Linked DNA regions of Drosophila melanogaster: all the other regions are linked to region 3. A link is a contact called in public Hi-C data. All regions are on one chromosome and are shown on one strand. The core of a region is the stretch at or near the end of the contact, and the rest is flanking DNA. Distances in the headings are between cores, read along the strand shown. Region 1 holds the start of Gdh (Glutamate dehydrogenase). Region 2 holds the start of mod (modulo). Region 3 holds the start of larp (La related protein).

Evidence for each region. A called contact is a pair of places that touch in the nucleus more often than the background predicts.
Region 1: a contact with region 3 is called in a Hi-C map of the Kc167 cell line, with 2.6 times the contacts expected there. A contact is called at or near these places in 3 of 107 Hi-C or Micro-C datasets (the Kc167 cell line and wing imaginal disc).
Region 2: a Hi-C map of the Kc167 cell line shows a contact between it and region 3, with 2.5 times the contacts expected there.

What each region holds. Positions count from the first base shown.
Region 1 is chr3R:23,941,723-23,944,812 of dm6, forward strand. It overlaps Gdh (Glutamate dehydrogenase), which reads right to left and starts at 1,379. Exons shown (of 5, transcript NM_206551.3): 1 at 872-1,379. The coding sequence starts at 1,289. It overlaps CG12268, which reads right to left. Exons shown (of 6, transcript NM_176550.2): 4 at 2,963-3,072; 5 at 2,443-2,893; 6 at 1,906-2,384. The coding sequence ends at 1,967.
Region 2 is chr3R:32,050,733-32,053,771 of dm6, forward strand. mod (modulo) reads left to right here and starts at 1,328. Exons shown (of 6, transcript NM_079875.3): 1 at 1,328-1,444; 2 at 1,588-1,664; 3 at 1,749-2,245; 4 at 2,514-2,823; 5 at 2,891-3,039. The coding sequence starts at 2,003. krz (kurtz) reads right to left here and starts at 1,261. Exons shown (of 2, transcript NM_080249.5): 1 at 537-1,261. The coding sequence starts at 1,107.
Region 3 is chr3R:28,334,856-28,338,261 of dm6, forward strand. larp (La related protein) reads right to left here and starts at 1,585. Exons shown (of 7, transcript NM_170365.4): 1 at 1,153-1,585. Gfat2 (Glutamine:fructose-6-phosphate aminotransferase 2) reads right to left here. Exons shown (of 2, transcript NM_143360.4): 1 at 3,015-3,406; 2 at 2,164-2,812. The coding sequence ends at 2,438. It also overlaps asRNA:CR46104.

The DNA of each region.
Region 1 (3,090 bases), core at 129-2,628, 4.4 Mb before region 3:
ATTCTATAATTAATAATTTGAGATGAAGCAAAAAAAAAAGGAACAGAATTCGGAACAAACAATTTTTGTGGCCTGACAACAAGGAGATTTTTTCTTTTTTTTTTTGGTGGTTAGGGGCGTTACTTTTTTTTTAGCACTTGACACACTGTGCAGTGCTGTGCTCTCATTTCAATTAGAAAGCAAAACACAAGCAAAAGTTCATTATAAATAGCACCCAGCCAAAGGAAAAACAAACAGCAGCGAAAGAATCGAAATACATTTGCCAGCTCGAAAATAATGAAATGTGCGAAAAGCGGGCAGTACATTCAGCATATGTACATCTGTTTTTGAATGGTGGCACACTTGAAGGGTTTGGAAATCTAATGCAAACACGTGTGCCCAACGTCCGAGCCTTATGCAATGCGGCCTAAAAACCCTCAAATAACAAAAAAAAAAAAAAAAAAAATGTGGAGAAAGGGGGAGCCCAGTCGGCTAAAACGTAAACAAAACAGGCGGCAGCGGTACATGCGCAGAACGTGGGGAAAAGGGGGTCTGGTCTGGTGTGGCTTATATACTGGGTTACATAACTTGAAAAATCAAGACGAAATGCCAGAAATGCCTAAGGAAAAATCGATTTTGCATCGAGCGACAACAGCTGTTCTGAGGGTTTCTTAAAACTTAAGTAAGTGTTGACAAATTTTTGCTTTAAACTTGCTAGGTAATTGCATTTTTTGTTTTAGATTTTCAAGGAAAACTGAATCATCTAGTGGTCTCTATAGGTTTGGCACTTTTGTTTGCATCCCTTTTGAAAACCTCTTAACGTCTCATTTTTTACTACCTACGTGCAGAGTTCTGACTATTATATCTTGGGTTATCTTGGATCAACACTTGCCTCCCTTGGTGGGCGTCTTGTGGGTGCTGTGCTGGGCGCGGTAGCCGGTGATCATCTCGTAGTTGCCGGCATCGCGGCGCAGGGGGAAGGCGATCTCGATGATGTGGTCGCAGGGCTGCATCAGCATGAGGATGCCCTTCACCTTCTGCTTCTTCTCGTCGCGGGTCAGCTTGCCCTTCATGTCGTCCACCAGCGATTCCTCGGCGATTTGGCAGCCGCGATGGAAGAAATACTCGACCATGTCGAAGAAGCGCGGATCCTTGGCGGTGGGCACATCCTTGAGGCGGTCGGGAATCTGGTGCTCGGTGGCATAGCCGCGGCTCGACTGCATCACAGCGGTGGGCAGTGCCTTGGCCAGCGTGGCCAGCTCCTGCTGGCGGCGGGCGCCCTGGCGGGCCAGACTCTTCAGGTGATACATGCTGCTAATCGCTTGGATTCTTCGGGTTCCAACTCTTTTTTTATTCTGTTCTACACAACCGCTCGCTACTCGACGCCGCACCAAACTGGCCGAGGCACTCGCATAGATATGTATATATATGTCGGCTTTTTCGGAGCGCCGAGCTTTTTGCTCTCCGGCGAGAGCGGTGCAAACTTTTCACCGAAAAGCTCTGTGGGTGGAGTGCCCGCTAGAAACGCGGCACCACCGCCGGCGGATTACTCGCTTCGTTGCCAGGGCGAGATTAGGTATTTGTTATCGGTTTCACGTTCACGTTTTTCTTTGACTCCAAGATTAAGCTATGATTTATCATCTTCGGCTATATGTTGAATTCAGGGGGGTACTGAGTTTCTTTTAGAAAGCACTTGAAAATCTAAGTAATAAACATCGTACAGTACAATACAAACGATATATACAAGGTATATTTTATATAAGGTGTTTTTTTAAAGGTTTTGCTAAATTTTTTATTTAGAGCTCATACTTTCAGGAATTTACCACGTAACTTTCGGGCTTATCATGCTATTGATCTTTCACACAATTCCTATGTGACTGTTTTGAGTTTTAATCCTTAGTTAAAATAGAAATAAAACACAGCTAGCTTACTTAAAAAGAAACAAAATCTTGTGGACTATATTTGAAGTACATAATTAAAGAAGAGTTTATACATGTATGGTGCTGTTTCGCTCATGGTAAATGGTGCTGAGCGAGGATCGGATGAAGGCATCGCTCCGTTCCACGAAGCCATCCAAATGGGTCCACAGGAACCAGAAGCTCAGGGAGAAAAACAGCACTTTGCTGACCCAGTCGAGGATATACAGCCGTCGCAGGACCTTCCTGGCCTGCGGCAGAGTGTCCTCGCTCTCGCCCAGTATATAGGTGCGCATGCCCACAATGTAGTTACTGATGTATGTCTCCCAATTGACCTGACCCACCGACGTGTCGAAGAGGTCCTGATCCAGGAGGCTCAGCTGACTGCTCATCTCCTGGAAGCGCTCGTTTCGGAACTCCCACCTTTTCGTTGTGTAGTACTGCAGCAGCTTCAGACCCATGGACACTTTGCGTTGGACATTGAGTAAGCTGGATGGGAATAATCCATGTGTTAATAGGAGAACTTAAAATTTAACCGTTTACTTACAATGGCTTTTGGCCAAAGACGAGCAGCCAAAAGTCGATGAAGTATGCGGGCAGATAGTGGAAGAAGATGACGCAGAAAAGGTGGTGGTAGTAGTTCTTTTTGATGGATCCACCCGGATACCAGAGCGCAAAGCTGAGCGGCGTTTCGTAGAAGAATCGACGACCCGTCTCGATGCTGTCGCCCCAGGACATCAGCGCCTTGCTGGAGATGCACAGATTGCAGAACTCAACACCCGTCTGCTTGTTACCCTTCTCCTGGCTGGCCTTTCCGCGCTGATAGCCGCACAGGATCATGCCGTTAATGGCCTTGTCTACGGGTATCACCGTGGAGGCGTAGTCCGGATTGCAGTGCATCGATCGGATGACTCCGCGGGCGGCGCCGATCATTAGGCCGGTGGGTCCATTGACGCCCTCGATCCAGCCGGGCAATGGCTCGTGAATGGCGGCCGTCACTGCAATGGATTTAATAAAGCAATTAGCCAGGAGGCACAAAAACAGAGTAGACACTATGGTATACCCACCGATCGAGGGCCTTGTGATGATTATGGGCAGCTTATTGTTGTATCTGCAAATTAAATCTTCCGACAGCGCCTTGCTGTAAGCGTACGTGTTTGGCAAGCCGTTTAGTAATCTAAAAATAAGCCAAAGA
Region 2 (3,039 bases), core at 78-2,577, 3.7 Mb after region 3:
TTTGAAACTATGTAAGATCTTTGCTGTTGGCACACAAATCGTCAGACCGCCAACTGCGGCGCCTGGTTAAGGCGAACAACAGCATTAACTGCGCTGCAACTTCGGTTGATTCAAATTCCAATTAGAAGTGTCGAATTTCAATTAGGTGAACGCTGCGTCATCAGCCCGACGTAGTTGGATTGATTAACCCTGTGTTCCCAACCGCGTGATGCACGCGCTAACTTACACAAAACCACACATATAAGAAATTTACAGTCTAACTTCTATAGAAAAGAACAAAGCTAGTTTTGCTACTGTAACCATATTCTTAATAAATTATTTTATTCTCAGAAACAATAGTACCCGCAATTTAACTGCTCTAAGGTAAAAGAAAAATTTGTAAAGAAAAAAGAAAAATTTGTAAATTTGTAAATTTAATGTATTGCAACATATATAATAAACACGGTATGTGCCACACTGCGAAATATCAATGATTTTGACTTTGACTGACCACCGTATACGGACACACCCACAAGATCAGACCCACAAAGACTCACCCACAAAGGCCTTCAGCTCGTAGTCTACTCCGCAAGACTTGCCCACATCTCCAGGAGCCGGCTGCAAGGACACAGAGGCTGGGCAATAGGGCGGAACCTCAAAATAAAACGGATGGGCGTTCGGCCCCAGCTTTTTAATTAACCTTTCCTGAAGCCGGGTCATCGGGCGGTCCAGCTGCATGGGCGGATAGATCTGCTCATGCGCCAGATACAGGTCCTTACGGAACGTTAATCCCAAAACATCTAGGTCTTCACGTCCGTACCGAAAGGCGGCAAGCACCTGGCCAAAAACCTTACGGTCCTTTACGTACTCTGGATCAATGAAGACAACACCGTCAATGGGATCCACGTGCGTGACATGGTCGACGAAGTCCCGTTTGCCAAGGTAAACTGTTATCTTGCCGTTGGAGGAGCTCTTCTTAAACACCCGAGTCGCCTGGCGTCTGGAGCTGGCATCTCCACCAGTCTCGTCGCCTGCGCTTCCGCCCCCAGTGCTCCCGGCAGCTGTTACATTGGTGCTGGAGCCATTGCTCACATTTGCTCCTCCACTTCCTCCACCACCACCGTTCATTATGTTATTTGGCGGTTATGCTTGTTATTCTGCTTTTCTGCTGTTCCTGCTTAATTGGAACTCCGTTAAATAAATATATGTGTGCGTTGCGGGACTTGTGCTGCAATTTAATTTTTTATGTGTATACTTGTTCCGCCATTTACCAGCACTGCTTGACAGTCATTGGAAAAATACCAGGGAATATTACATACTAACAAATTATGTACTTCTCTGGTATTTCAATTCAGTGCGAACAAACCGATATATGTTTGGTCGTACCATAATCGCAGCCTATAATTAATATTTATTTTGCATTTTTGGCACCTATTTATATTTCCTAAGTGTGCCCTGGCCCATAGTAAGTGACTTTTAATAATTTTTCTTTCAATACCATTAACAATTGCTTGAATTAACATTAAGTTTCCTACTAAGATAAAATGCAACTGCAGGTTGACTTGGCTTTTTAATGAAATATAATATATATATTATAAATTCCTTTAGAAACAGATGATTCATAGCTGATGATTGAGGAAACTTACCATTTGGAATGTATAAACACATGTAAAATCAGACCGTTGGTAAATATCTAATCATAGATTGTATCCTAAGTCTTAAATAAATACTTTATATAAACTGTTTAATATTTATTTTATTTTTTAAAGGCTTTTATTATTTTTATATGTATACATGTGCATGAACGGACTTTAAACCATATTTAGTAGTGGAATAGAGCTATAAAAATGAGATTGAAGTCTCTAAAATACTTTATTTAATCAGCCTTAGCACCGATAGAGCACAACGGTCACACTGTTCTGTCCCTCTTTTCCACGTGCATTTTATTGAACGAAACCACGCGTTGTTCAGTCCAAACTTGACTTTGCTAATTTTGCCCAGAAAACCTCTAAAAGCTGTCAAAATGGCCCAAAAGAAAGCCGTCACCGTCAAAGGAAAAAAAGCTACGAATGGAGAGGAAAAGCCTTTGGCCAAACGGGTAACCAAGTCCACAAAGGTACAGGAAGAGGAGACAGTAGTCCCCCAATCGCCTTCCAAAAAATCCAGAAAACAGCCTGTTAAAGAAGTGCCGCAGTTCAGTGAAGAGGACGAGTCTGATGTGGAGGAGCAAAATGACGAGCAGCCAGGGGACGACAGCGACTTTGAGGTAAGCTATAAAAAAAACGTGGTCTTCTGAATGGATATGGCTAACATTACATGCATAGTATGCACGTATATATAGATCTGCATGGATAAGAATCCATTTTACGTTTTCTTTGCCACGTGGTTGTAAAGATTTTATAATTATAAGACGAGTGCACATAACCCACGATCCTCTGGTTTTATACCGACTCGGTTCATATATCGATAAAAAAAAAATTGTCTTTATTGGTGCTCTCCCATCAGCGGTTATAAGAAAATTGTCTACTTTTCAGACCGAAGAGGCAGCGGGCTTAATTGACGACGAGGCTGAGGAAGATGAAGAGTACAATAGTGACGATGAGGAAGATGATGATGACGATGAGTTGGAGCCTGGTGAGGTTTCCAAAAGTGAAGGCGCGGATGAGGTAGATGAATCCGATGATGATGAAGAAGCGCCTGTAGAGAAGCCAGTTTCCAAGAAATCAGAAAAAGCCAACTCTGAAAAGTCCGAAGAAAATAGAGGAATTCCAAAAGTAAAGGTTGGCAAGATTCCGCTGGGAACGCCAAAAAACCAGATCGTTTTTGTCACAAACCTACCAAACGGTAAAGTAACTGGTTTATTATTTCATTTTTCAAGTATATTTAAACTTAGTATATTTGTTCCACATAGAGTATCTCCACAAGGACTTGGTCGCATTGTTCGCCAAGTTCGGACGACTTTCCGCTTTGCAGCGTTTCACTAATTTGAATGGCAATAAATCAGTTCTCATTGCCTTTGATACGTCAACTGGAGCAGAAGCTGTTCTGCAGGCTAAGCCT
Region 3 (3,406 bases), core at 335-2,834:
TACATATAGAACTATTCAGGGCAATTCTGCGGTCAATACTAATGCAATTTGTATAGTAATTTGCATTAACTTAAACTTTTAAGTGAGCTAATAAATTCAAGTCAACATCTCGAGTTTTAATGGCCTTATTGGCCGTAGAAAAATAGACTTTTGAAATTAAACTGATACCAATGCAAAGAAAGAGTGGAATGGAAACTAAAACCTCTTTACTAAAACTAAAGAATGGCCATCTAAGCCCAGCTTTACTGTGCCTACTAGGATTTTCCAACAAGATTGCGAGTTGGGCGAACGCGAGGTGTTTGTTGCTCAATTACGGCGATTAATCTCAAGTTCGCCCTTCTGCAATAATATTTACATCTTTACTTAATGCAACTATTACAGCACACACACATACGCACATACACTGCACTTTGAACTTGGGGCTTTCGCAATGGGGATTACTATTCTTGTGGGACTGCAGAAGAGCCTCCCGAGGAGTGCGGTGATTTTTTAGGAACTGGCCATCGGAAAAGCCTCTCCCAGCGGCCGTTTTCTCGATTTTCCTCAGCTGTCACGCTCCTCGGCGAATTGAATTTACTGCCACGGATTTTGCACGATTATATACTGCAGTTTGGGCGAGCGGAGAAAATCCGTTGCGAGGCACGACCAATCGTGAATCGAGAGGTATTATATTATTATGCAGCAGCCACACACAGCAGTGTTCCAAAGAAGAAGAAGAAGTGAGGTTAGATTTTTGCCCCACACAAGAGGAAGAGGAAGCAGCAACACAACGCTAAGCGACCAGGGCTGCCGCAAAGCGAGCTGCCCACTTGCCAAACTGGAGTACAACGTAATGGCATGGCGTTGAACGTAACCGGTAATACGACAGGAAATCGAAGCGAATTAAAGGTGCAAATAAAAGAAACTGCGTTTATAGCTACAATTTGGTTTTATTATACCCTGTGGCCTACCACAATATCCCTGTTTTCGCTTCACCCAATATTATGCAATATCCAATGCACTCGGCTAACGGCCTGCATTGCTGTTAGTGCCGCCCTGGTCGGGCCTTTTAAAACAGCTGATTTCGACTGCAGCTCGCCTCGAATTTCAAAACGATGCACGCGGTCACACACACATACACAAGTTAAGGTTCAGATTGATTTGAATACGCACCAGAGGAGATTGAAATGGAAACAAGAATTGTATTTTATTCCGCTATCTCTCCCACTTCTTGTTTCGTACGTTTCGTATGTTCACTACGCACTTTCCGCTCCGCGTGTTAACACGTACACAAGTGTGTGTGTGCGTGCGTGTGTTGTTATTGTTGCTTTGCTTTTGCTTTTGCGGGTTTCCTTGCACACACACTTTCGCACCACTACGCACCTCGAATCACTGCCTCTCGCTCGCACTCACTCACGCGCTGCTGGGCAGAACGTTACGAATATTATTTATCGGGTTTTTTCGCAATTGCACACACACTCGCTGCGTTATTGGTTGCACCGTACTTGCGCCGTTCACTTGTCTTGTCAATTAACCGCAATTAGTCAATTAATTGGAGCATTATACCGCCGAAACGAAAATCAAAATCGGTTACCAGACATGTGGTTCTACGGGTCCAAAAGAAAAAGAGCAGGGTTGTTGTTCAATTCGTTTGCGTTGCGTTGCGATAGATATCGACCGATGTGATAGCTACGGTTAATAGAGATGTCCCAACCGGCTCGCAACTGATTTAATTTATTTAATGTTGTTTTTAAATATGATTTTGAAATATCTTCCAGAAAGAATTACTTTTCGAGAACAAACTTATTTTTTCCCCATTTACCACTTGATTTGAAATTGAAAATAGGACATTCAAATTTATGCGGCTTATCGATTTCACACTACTTAAGTGCTCGGAATATCATTTATTTTTATCAGAATTTATTTTTATTTAGTTTTATCAGAATTAAATATATATGTAATTTTTCTTTTTCTAAAATTTACAACGTGATTAACATAACGTAAGCAATAACGTGACGTGGCCCTCGTTTTTTAAACATTTGAAACAAATGTTTAATGTCAGATAAGCATTTTTTGTAAAGTGAGGTACATATAGATCTTTGTTTGGTTTTTCCCGTTTTCAAACAAATTTACTGGTTAAACATTTTCCAATCCATTTTTAATTGAAAGCAGCAAAACACTTTTAAAGAAAAACTGGAAATAATTATATTTCAATTGCACATTCACAAAAAGTAGTGGGTCCACAACACAAAGGGTCAGTACAGCTACAAATGTAGGGGTTAAACATATGTGGCTTCAGCCAGAAGGAGCACAAATGGGTTAAGGGTTCGGATTTTGATCCGACAAAATACCAGAAAATTTTAACTTAAGTGCTAGGGTTTGTTTTGTTTTTCTCAGGCAGATACTAAAATGGAATTCTTGAGACGGTGCGAGCCAGTTAGCCAGATAGTTGGGGCGCCTACTCCACGGTCACCGACTTGGCCAGGTTCCTGGGGCAGTCCACGTCGCAGCCGCGGAGCACGGCGATGTGGTAGGACAGCAGCTGGAGCGGAATCACCGTGAGCACGCCCTGCAGGCAGTCCACGGTCCTCGGGATCTGCAGCGAACGCGTGGAGAAGGACATGGTCTCGTTGTCGCCCTCCTCGCAGATTAGGATCGGTCTGCCCTTGCGGGACGTCACCTGCTGCAGTGCATTCATGCACTTGGTGTACACCGGATCCCGCAGCACGATCATCAGCACGGGCATCTCCTTGTCCACCAGGGCCAGTGGTCCGTGTTTCAGTTCTCCAGCCAGGATTCCTTCGCTGTGCATGTACGTCAGCTCCTTGACTTTCTGCAATGAGCAAGTTAATTGATTAAATTCAGCTCATGAAGCGTGGGACAAACATAATAATTAATTTAAGTGCACTTGGCAAATAAACAAGTTAAGTGAATTGTTGACATCGGTTATTTTCCATCATTACGTTCCCATGCATGCATTACGATGCATAAATGAGATTCGATTAAATTATAGCTCAAATTATCAAATGGATTACCAGTGCGCCCTCCAAACAGGTGGCGAAGTTGAAGCCCCTGCCCATAATGAGCAGCGACTTGTGCTCGTACAACTCCTTGGCAAGCTGCTGCACCTGCGAGTTCAGCTTGAGGACAGTCCTAATGTGCTCGTCCAGCTGCGATAGGCCATCGATGATCTCCAAGCGGCGCTGTTGCAGCGAGAGACGATCCTCCGACATGACCAAGGCGAACATAACCAGCGAAATGAACTGGGAGGTGTAGGCCTTCGTGGAGGCCACTCCGATCTCGGGTCCAGCGTTGATGTGGACGCCACAGTGCGACTCGCGGCAGATGCTGCTGCCCACCGTGTTGGTAACGCCCACGATGAGCGCTCCTCGCTGCTTGCAGTATCTGAGCGCCATCAGGGTGTCCG